Linked DNA regions of Sus scrofa: region 1 is linked to region 2. A link is a contact called in public Hi-C data. All regions are on one chromosome and are shown on one strand. Each heading gives the region's core, a stretch centred on a gene start, on an enhancer-like site or on the middle of the called end of the contact. The rest is flanking DNA. Distances are from core to core; before and after follow the strand shown. Region 1 has its middle 49 kb from the start of TAGAP. Region 2 holds the start of TAGAP (T-cell activation RhoGTPase activating protein).

Region 1 (4,733 bases), core at 1,222-3,721, 49 kb after region 2:
TGATTATTTCCATATAACTGAGAGAGAATGACTCACTAGTACAAAGCACAACTTTATCTGTCTGGTCACACCGTCAGAGCCTGCTTCACTGCCTGACTCAGAGGCTGCACCCTCAAATGCCTGAGGGGCCAGGCAGAAAAGAAATAGGGAGCAGTGGGGACTGTGAAAATGGCAGAAGTCATGCTCTGTTCAAAGGGTAGGCTCACTGGCACCAAGTAAGAATGTGGGCCCAGTGTTACTGCCAATTATTTAAAAAACGAGGAAGCCAAAATTTTATTCAATGTCAACTGATTTTAAGAATTTACTTATTTAAACACAATAGAAGGGCAATACTCTGACCTCTGGCTCAATTCATCCTACAGATTTAGTGCACATGAAAACATTCACATGATAAAGAGCTTCTGAAGATTTGAACTACATATTTGAATATTTTAAATATGATTTTATAAAGCATAATAAGGGTAACATCTAAATCTGTCCAGTAATTATCCATTTGAACTTTACAAACTATGGACACATAGATAATCTATGACTAATAAAAGGAAGTAGCTAAGGTTTTTTTAGAATGCTGCTCTGCTGAGTGCTTTTCCACATTTTAATCTTGGTCTAGACACTGTTTTCTTTTCTTTTACCCTTCCTTTCATTGCTCTTCCCCTTAACCGCCTCCTCCCTCTTTTTTGCATTTCTTTGAGATCCCAGAGGACCGGAGGCTCACCGGGGCTTTTTAATTTTCCTACACAGAGACCCAGTCTGAGTGACGTCATGCAAAAAAAAAAAAAAAAAAGCACCTCGTGTTAACCATATTTCACAACAAAGGCGCCTCAGCGCTCTCACCCCAGGGGAAATTTTTTAAACGCACTGAAATAGGAAACCAGTGATGTAGCAAATACACGGTGAGTGGAAATAACGTTGCCCTCTGCCTTTCCATGTGCTGATCAGTTTCCAACGGAGGAGAGTGGGGCCGAGCCCGGCCGGATGGCGGCTTCTCACAGTGAAAGTGCTGGTTGCCCGCGATTGATGAGACCAGATCCGTTACCCAGAACCTGACCTGGGAAACGATCTGGTATACTGAGCGCCCCACTGCGTTCCGGGTCAGGGCTGGCCTGAGCAAGCTTGGGGAGCACGCTTGAAAGGTGGGAAGAAAGCGGTGAGTGTAGCGCGGCAGCGGAGTGAGCTTGCTCAAAGGTGCCGCTCACCCGAAGGGGCGGCTGCCTGGCTACTCTAGTCCTACCCTCTGACCTGAACTCCCTTCGTTGTGTCTCTAGGTTTGATAGAAGGAATGGAGCTTGATGAAGCATCTGGGGGTTCTCCGAATGACTGGTGACTTTCCCAAAGGAACAGAGGGCTTTAAGACTGATTTCAGCAGCAGGGAGCCTGAGCTTGAAAACTGCAGCGCCTTTTCCAGGGAGGGTCGGGGTGTACAGGCAGCAGAGCCCTGAGGCTTCTATTCCTCACAACCCCAGGTTACCTACTTTTGGTAACTGCTCTGAGTGAGGAGTTACCAAAAGGTAACTGCTTTTGGTAACTGCTCTGAGTGAGGAGTTACCAAAAGGTAACTGCTTTTGGTAACTGCTCTGAGTGAGGAGTTACCAAAAGGTAACTGCTTTTGGTAACTGCTCTGAGGAGTTAGGTAACTGTAACTGCTCTGAGTGAGGAGTTACCAAAAGGTAACTGCTTTTGGTAACTGCTCTGAGTGAGGAGTTACCAAAAGGTAACTGCTTTTGGTAACTGCTCTGAGTGAGGCATGGGCAAACCTCTCTCTCTAGTTTCACTGTTTCAGTGTTGTTTCTCCTGAAGTCTAAGTGTAAGCCCAGTCCCCAGACTCCAGGGTTCCAGGCAGCTCATCTCTGCTCCTTCCTGTTTTCTTGCTATTTATTTTCAAATTTGACTCCTACCTATGGCAGGAGTTATCCTCTTTCCACGGGGCTGGCATTTATTCAACACCTGCTAAGTGCCAGGTTAATCTCTTACTCTCATTCTTTTTCAAGCCTCAAAACAGGCCTACATAATTAGACCCATTTTACAGATGAGGAAACTGAAGCTCAGTGGTGTAACCTGCAGATCGCATAGTTGACAAGTACTGGGATGTAAGCTGGAATCAGGACTTTTCTTTCTCCACCACGTATCCAATTCCACCGCCAAAGTATTTCTCATTCACCCCCTTCCTTTTCATCTTAGCTGCCACTGCTGAAGTTCAAGGGCTGGTGGCACGTTGCTGGCATGACTCAATAGTTTCTCACGGTTTCCTTGCCTCAGATCTTAATTTCCCTGACTCTCTGAACCCCTCTATCTTCCATATAACTATCTGGGGAATTTTGTCAGTGTATAAGTTTGAACCACTTCCAGCCTTAGAATCCTGCAGTGCCTTTGAGAGTCTCAGGGCTCTGGGTGGTTGGCCCTGGCCTTTCTGCTGTTCTCTGAGACGCCCCCTCCACATTCACTCCAGGGACCACCTGTCGTCTGGATTGGGTGGCTCCTGCAAGCTTCTGTCATCTAATTCCCTGCTTGTCTGTCTTCTCTCTTGCAGTGCAGATTCATCTACACCTTCAGCATAGTGCCTGGATGTGGAAATTGCAGGATGAACAAATGAATGAATGAAGCAAAGATGGTGTTGACTACATGTGAACTGCTTTGCTTGGTTTGCTTTCCACTGAGGTCACTGGATTTATCTTACCCTTTACTGGCTTCTCACCCATAGCCAGCTTGTAGCAAGGGGTGGGCGGTGGGGAGCTGTGGAGTGATGGGAGAAGGCAGCAGGGGGTGGGACCACAGAGAAGCCAGAATCCATCGTGGGCTTGGCTCTCAGCAGACACATGTGGGTGCAGAAAACCACACTAAGCACGGTTCCAGCGCACTCTGGCCAGGATCCTTGCAGGCAGCCTCTCCCCCCATCCTCTCCAAGGCCAGCGCACTCTTTTATAATAAAAACATCTTTATTTAACACCTACATGTGCCAGCCAGGGTTCTAGGAGAACCTGATCCACCAAAGCAAAAATGTCTTAACTCTCACCTGTAATTATATCAAGGGTCCTTCTCTTCCCCCCCCAAAAAATTGTATAATAAACATATAAAATAGGTGTATTTATGATATCCTATAGGAAATGACGATTACTATTTATTCTTTCTCTACTGGGGGTCTGGCTTTTTTTAATATTGAAATATTGTTTGGGGGTAATAGTAAAATGCCCCCCCTTTTTTCTGTAATATTCTCATTTGCTCTCTAATATTTTCTCTAAAATTAACCCATGGCTTTCAGAGGGTTTAGCATTCCGAGTACTTTCACCTGCATTGCCTCACTTGATTTAAATTCTCATCTGCCTCGTGAATCGGGCCAGAATCCTCGAGCTGTATTTACAGATGGGTCTGGGACGTGAGGAACAGAAGAGATTCACGTCGACCAGAAGGAGAGAAAACCAGACTTCAGACTCTAGCCTATGTGAGCTTTGGCCTTTTCGGCTTTGCTTATTTGGGGGATCTCCTCCTAGACTAATCATCCAGAGAGCCTCCCTGAAGACGGTGGCCGGAGTGTTCAGCCGTCCACACTGTAAGCCCGGGGGTCGGCTGTGGGCTCAGCGCAAACACCCACCGAGGGCAGCCTGGCGCCGCCGCACATGCGCACATGGGGCAGGAAGCAGGCATGCGCTCTGCAGGTCAGCTGGTCCAGGGCCTCCCGCTGCAGCTTCGCGGCATCGCTCTGCCACGACAGCGGGCTCCAGCTGCCAGGTCTCATCACCCTAACACTTTTCTTGGGGTGAGTGTGTAAAGAGACTTGGGTGGCCCTGCAGAGGCAGAAGCAGGATGGCTAGCCCAGGTGAACCTCTGCTGTAGCTGTGGGTCCCTGTGGTCTTAGCTGGCTTCCAAGCGCGTTGTCCAGGAGGATTTCCTATTATGCGGGAGGATTTCCTAAGCCGTCGTTGGAGGGTGGCTTCATGGGGGGAGGGGGACGCCATTAAAAAAAAATCAGGTTCTCAAAGGGCTTCCTGTCTCCTGATTGTTTAAGTGTCGCTGTTCTATCGGAATTTTATAAGCAGGTACATGACCACTACCTCCAGCACACAGGGCTCCCGGGTTGTGTGATTATACATTGTGTTCATGAAATCAGATGGCGTCTCCGGCTGCCCTGTGGGACGTGCCATCCTGTATGGGCAGTGGCCCCAGCCAGCCTGGCCAACTCCCACTTGTCTATCAGAATCCAGGTCACTTCCACCCTCAAGGAGCTCCAATTCTCCAGGGGCGCAGGTGGTCACTTCCTCTCCCAGCGCCTTGCTCTGGCTCTAACAGCTCTCTTGATGTCCTGTGGTTACTTGTCACCTGTCACTACTTGTCGCTATGCGGGGAACACCAAGAGAGCAGGTCCTTAGTTGTACCCGTCTTTGCATCCCTAGCATCCAGCTGTGTGTCAGGCACACAGAAGGTGCTCAGTAGATCTCTGTTTGACAGCCTGGAAGTTAGACTGTTAAGAGCAGATAGGAAACCAATTCTGAGCTCAATCAGGTCAAAAGATGCGGTTAGCGTGATTCACACAGAACTCTTCAAATGTCATATGAAAAGTGTCACTTACATTTGAATGGTTTGGTCACCCTGACTAATAGGACAGCTGTTTCAGCCACTATTGAGCACCTACTGTATGCAAAACACTCTGCTGCATTCCCCTCTGAGAGGATGTGTAAATTCTGTTTGATTCGGCCAAGCGCAGACGAAGTTTGAGGTCTGGCGCTTCGGCCCCCACAGCC
Region 2 (4,263 bases), core at 320-2,819:
CTTAATGGCCAGGAATCTGTAACCACACTCGGACCCCTCAGGAGAGCTGGGGGTGGCCTCGGGAGGGTCTCACCCACCAGAGCACCTGACCTGCTCTCTGGGGAGCTGGAGCCTTCCTGCCGCTTAAGGGTTAATGTTCTGTGGTCTTTAAAAGAACATGTCAAAAAAAAAAATTCCTAGTAAAGCGCTGTGGTTTTGCAAACCAAGAACCTTTGTTGTTATCATTTACATAAAAGATCAGTATATTTTCAAAACTCACCGATTAGCTGGCAAATGCTATCTTCACTCTCACATGATGCCAACAGAGGATGTGCCTTGATATCACCCTAAAACATATTTATCTTAGTTAAAATAATGATTGAAGACATCTGCCCAGTCTTTCCACGCAAATCAACATCTTATTCATAACAAAAATTAGTCAATAGTCTAATTTTTTTCTAGCTTCTCGAATCCATATTAAAGTCTTGTTTGTCATCCTATAAGATCTCAATTAATATTAGTGCTTAATTCACTACACTTATTCTATTGATTTTCCATCCTGATAACTAAATAATACAAATGACATTCCATTAATACAAAGCTTTTCATCTTCCCACAGTGCAGATAAAAAGTTTTAAAAACTGCTTTCTTACCTCTGATTGGCATTCAATTAATGTCTCCATATTACTGGCATTTAGTGTTTTTGACTAAAAGAGAAAAACTTAAATTAGGGAAACATCTTTGACTCTTGCCTTGAAAAAACATGAATTAAGAAACGTAAGAAGGGCACATACAGCATGGCAGCTGCTGGTCAACTTCATTAGAGTTTGGGCTGACTGTCCAGTGATGAATTTTGCTCCCGTGTGGCCTTGGCTCTGTCTACGAGAAGTCATACAGGAAAGAGTTAGGAGGGTTACACAGAATGTGTTGGCCAATTTCAGCGGCACTCTGACAAAACACGAAGTTTGAAACTATCAGGTAGAAAAATTTTCCCAGATGTCTTATGTTATTTAAACACAGCATCTGAACACACTAATTTCTCAATGTTTTAAACCTGATACCTTCATCCTGCCAAACTTTGTTATTCATTTATTACATTCTCATCAGGAGATAACTGCATTACAGTTGTAATACCAACTGACATTTTTTTTTTTTTTCCTGGAGCGCTCACTCTGTGTCAGGGTGCTGTTTTAATTGCTCGGCACAGATTTTCTCGTCTCATCAGAAAAGGAAAAAACGTATTCCTAGGATGCTACTTAAACTAGACATAGAGCAAAGATTAACATGTACAGATTCCCTGTACCCCCAAAGGGCAGGCTGCCCATTAAAGCCAAGCTTTCTGAGTTTATTCTTTATAAAAGTATTTGTTGCATATTCCACGGTAGAGCCGGTAGAGCCGTTTTCTGTTAGATACAGTCTTACAGCTCAGGGACCCGCTAGGCAGCTTACGGTCTCGTCACGTTAATTTACGGTACTCACCCTCGGAGGGCCTCCAGCCAGAGTTCTTTCACCTCCCGTGAACTGAGGAAAATGGGAGAAACAGCATGACACTCTGCTCCTACTAATCCACTGTCAGAGAGGAGACGGAACGGCTCTAACTTCACGTGTTCTGCATTATAAGGCGAGGGGGCGGGCAGGTGGAAATTCAGAATCTTACTGAGACCGGAAAGAACATCACGGGCTGTCACCCAGACCCGGACCCGGCCAGCCAGACGCTGGAGAGCTCTCACTTCCTCATTCCTTTTAGGGCAGCCCTGGTCCTTTTTTTTTTTTTTTTGCTTCTTCCACTTCAAAGTAAAACATCTGCGAACTACCAGGGGTGGAAAAAATGACATATGGCCATAAAGTGAAGGGTCTGATCAATGTCATGGGTGGGATGTGTGAATAAGAAATTGTGTTATTCTGTACGTAAACATCGCTTTGTTTTCTGAAGTGGTAATTTCAGGTGCCCCCCCTGTTCCTCGTCTTCTATTTGGGCGCCGTCTCCCCTCCCACTCACCATCTCCCCTGCTCATTAGTCACCAGACATTGATAACCACCCTCTGGGTGTGGGATGTTGTCCCTTCAAGAAGCCCAGGACACCCGCTGCCTCTTTTGAAAAACAGCCACCGTCAAAAGCCAGGTCTGGAGTTCCCATCGTGGCTCAGTGGAAACGAATCTGACTAGCATCCATGAGGACACAGGTTCGATCGCTGGCCTCGCTCAGTGGGTTAAGGATCCCGTGTTGCTGTGGCTGTGGTGTAGGTCGAAGACGCAGCTCTAATTGGACCCCTAGGCTGGGAACCTCCATAAGCTGCAGGTGCAGCCCTAAAAAGACCAAAAAAAAAAAAAAAAAAGCCAGGTCTGCTTCCTCTGGAATGAGGAGCCGTCACCATGCGAACCTCTGCTTTCTCCAACCCCATCCTTAAGTCGTAGTCAGGTCAGCCCCAGTCCTGACACGGGCAGAAAAGCAAACACTCCTGTGGTCAGACCATTTGAAAGTAGGAAGGAGATGGTGAGTTTCACCTGCGGACACTCCTTCTGGATCAGAGCAAATCCTTGGTCTTTGCTATGGCCTGAGGCTGCAGGTGAAATGACTCAGACACAGCAGAACAGATACCTGGACTGGGACACATTCTCACAGTGGAGTCTCAGGAGAATGAACAGTCTGTAACTGCACTCAGTGACATGGTTGGGGCTCACAAACAAACAAACAAACAAACAAAAAAACCCCAAAAACAGAGTAAAAGAGGCCAGACCTAAGAGTGTATCTTGTACGCAAAGCCCCCAAAGACCAAGTTCACCTATACTCACCTACTAGAAGCCAGAAAATCATTTCCTGGGGGTGGGTAGTGACTCCAAGGGGTCAGAGAGGGGCTCTGTGATAGCCCATCTCTCCATGTGGGTGCGGTAAGTCTCGGGGGCTCATTTCTGTGTGTAGCTTATTCTTCAAGAAAGGCTTCCCAAACCCTTTTTATTCTTAGCACTTGTAATCTGGAGCCGTTTGCACTTTGACAGAGCTACGTCTTTACCCCGAAGAGGAGGTCTGGACAGGCAGACTCTGGGAAACTGAGGCGGGGAGCCGCTAGCCTGCTGCCTCAGCGGGTGACCTCAGGACGGATCTGGCGTTCAGGCTTCCAGTTGGAGGTGCCCGCCCTCGAAACTGCCAGGGTCCTCTGAAGATGGTACTAGTGCTCTTTCACCCTTCTCCCCTTACAAACCTCCAACGCGAACGCACTGATTTTTATTATTATTACAAAAAGGGCATTTATACTGTTCTAGCCTAGAGCCAGGCGTGTGCTAGGTACCCAATGGATAATTTCTGAATAAATACATTTATTTATGAAACAGTCACGGTAGAATATAACAATACATATTCTTTGCCAATATGTATGTGACGACGTTTTTCATGGAATACTTAAGTTTTCAGGTTCTTCTGAGAAACTTAATATTTGCACTGCTCTGAAAACTAAAGCATCCATCCTCACGGGCATAGTTCCCTCTTTTTAAAAATGAAGACTACATCTTTTCTAATCCTTAGGGTTTCTTATGTCATCCCCTACAGCACACGACACAATTCTACCAGTGATTTAAAAACCTTTTTTTTTTTTGCCATGGAGTTCTATATTCAAAGGAAGATGAGTCTAGAATCCTGACACATGAAATGAAAAAAAAATTTTTTTTTAAGTATGTTGATTCAAGGGGGAGAAGAGTGGGGAAATCACGGGCTGGTCCACCTCGCCTCTTCTCTTCACAAGCCTGAGCCAGGGGGCCCCTGAGGAAATTCAAAAACTCCTAGACTTGGTCTATAGCAGCAGCTCTTAAAGTGCGTTCAGGGATCCCTGGGGGCCCCCGGAGCCCTTTCAGGAGGGTTCACGAGGTCAAACTATTTAATAACAGTACTGAGGTGCTATCTGCCTTTTTTTTTAGGGCCGCACCTGCAGCATATGGAAGTTCCCAGGCTAGGGGTAGAATCGGAGCTGCACCACAGCCACAGCAAGGCGGGATAGTTAACCCACTGAGCGAGGCCAGGGATAGAACCCGCATCCTCATGGATACGAGTTGGATTTGTTACCACTGAGCCACAATGGGAACTCCCTATTTGCCTTTTTGACTCTATTCTCTCGAGAGAAGGTAGTGGAGTTTTCCGGAGGCCACACGATGCGGAATGTTTTCCTAGCTGCGGGAATGCAGGCTTGCGTTTTCTTGTGTTTTGCGTTTTTCTCAGTTTTAATTTCTCCTAAGATACATCCTGGCAGATATAAACTAGGTAAATTCAAGCACTCTAGAGGCGTAATTTTGTAA

Evidence for each region. Hi-C and Micro-C count contacts between places; a contact is called where the count stands out from the background.
Region 1: a Hi-C map of omental adipose tissue shows a contact between it and region 2, with 1.8 times the contacts expected there. The contact joins the enhancer-like site here to the promoter of TAGAP in region 2. A contact is called at or near these places in 1 of 5 promoter capture datasets (liver), 19 of 47 Hi-C or Micro-C datasets (alveolar macrophages, blood, embryonic fibroblasts and 10 more) and 2 of 2 datasets of contacts at active chromatin or transcription factors (alveolar macrophages and skeletal muscle).

The regions. Positions count from the first base shown.
Region 1 is chr1:8,157,574-8,162,306 of Sscrofa11.1, reverse strand. No RefSeq gene overlaps it. Among named protein-coding and RNA genes, the nearest start is that of TAGAP, 49 kb to the left of the region's middle. Within about 2 kb of position 2,471, at least 2 of the 83 cell types and tissues checked have an H3K27ac peak or open chromatin away from gene starts, as enhancers often do. A contact at or near this core is called in omental adipose tissue, where this site is marked.
Region 2 is chr1:8,206,604-8,210,866 of Sscrofa11.1, reverse strand. It overlaps TAGAP (T-cell activation RhoGTPase activating protein), which reads right to left and starts at 1,569. Exons shown (of 10, transcript NM_001243543.1): 1 at 1,459-1,569; 2 at 774-858; 3 at 633-686; 4 at 260-326. The coding sequence starts at 800.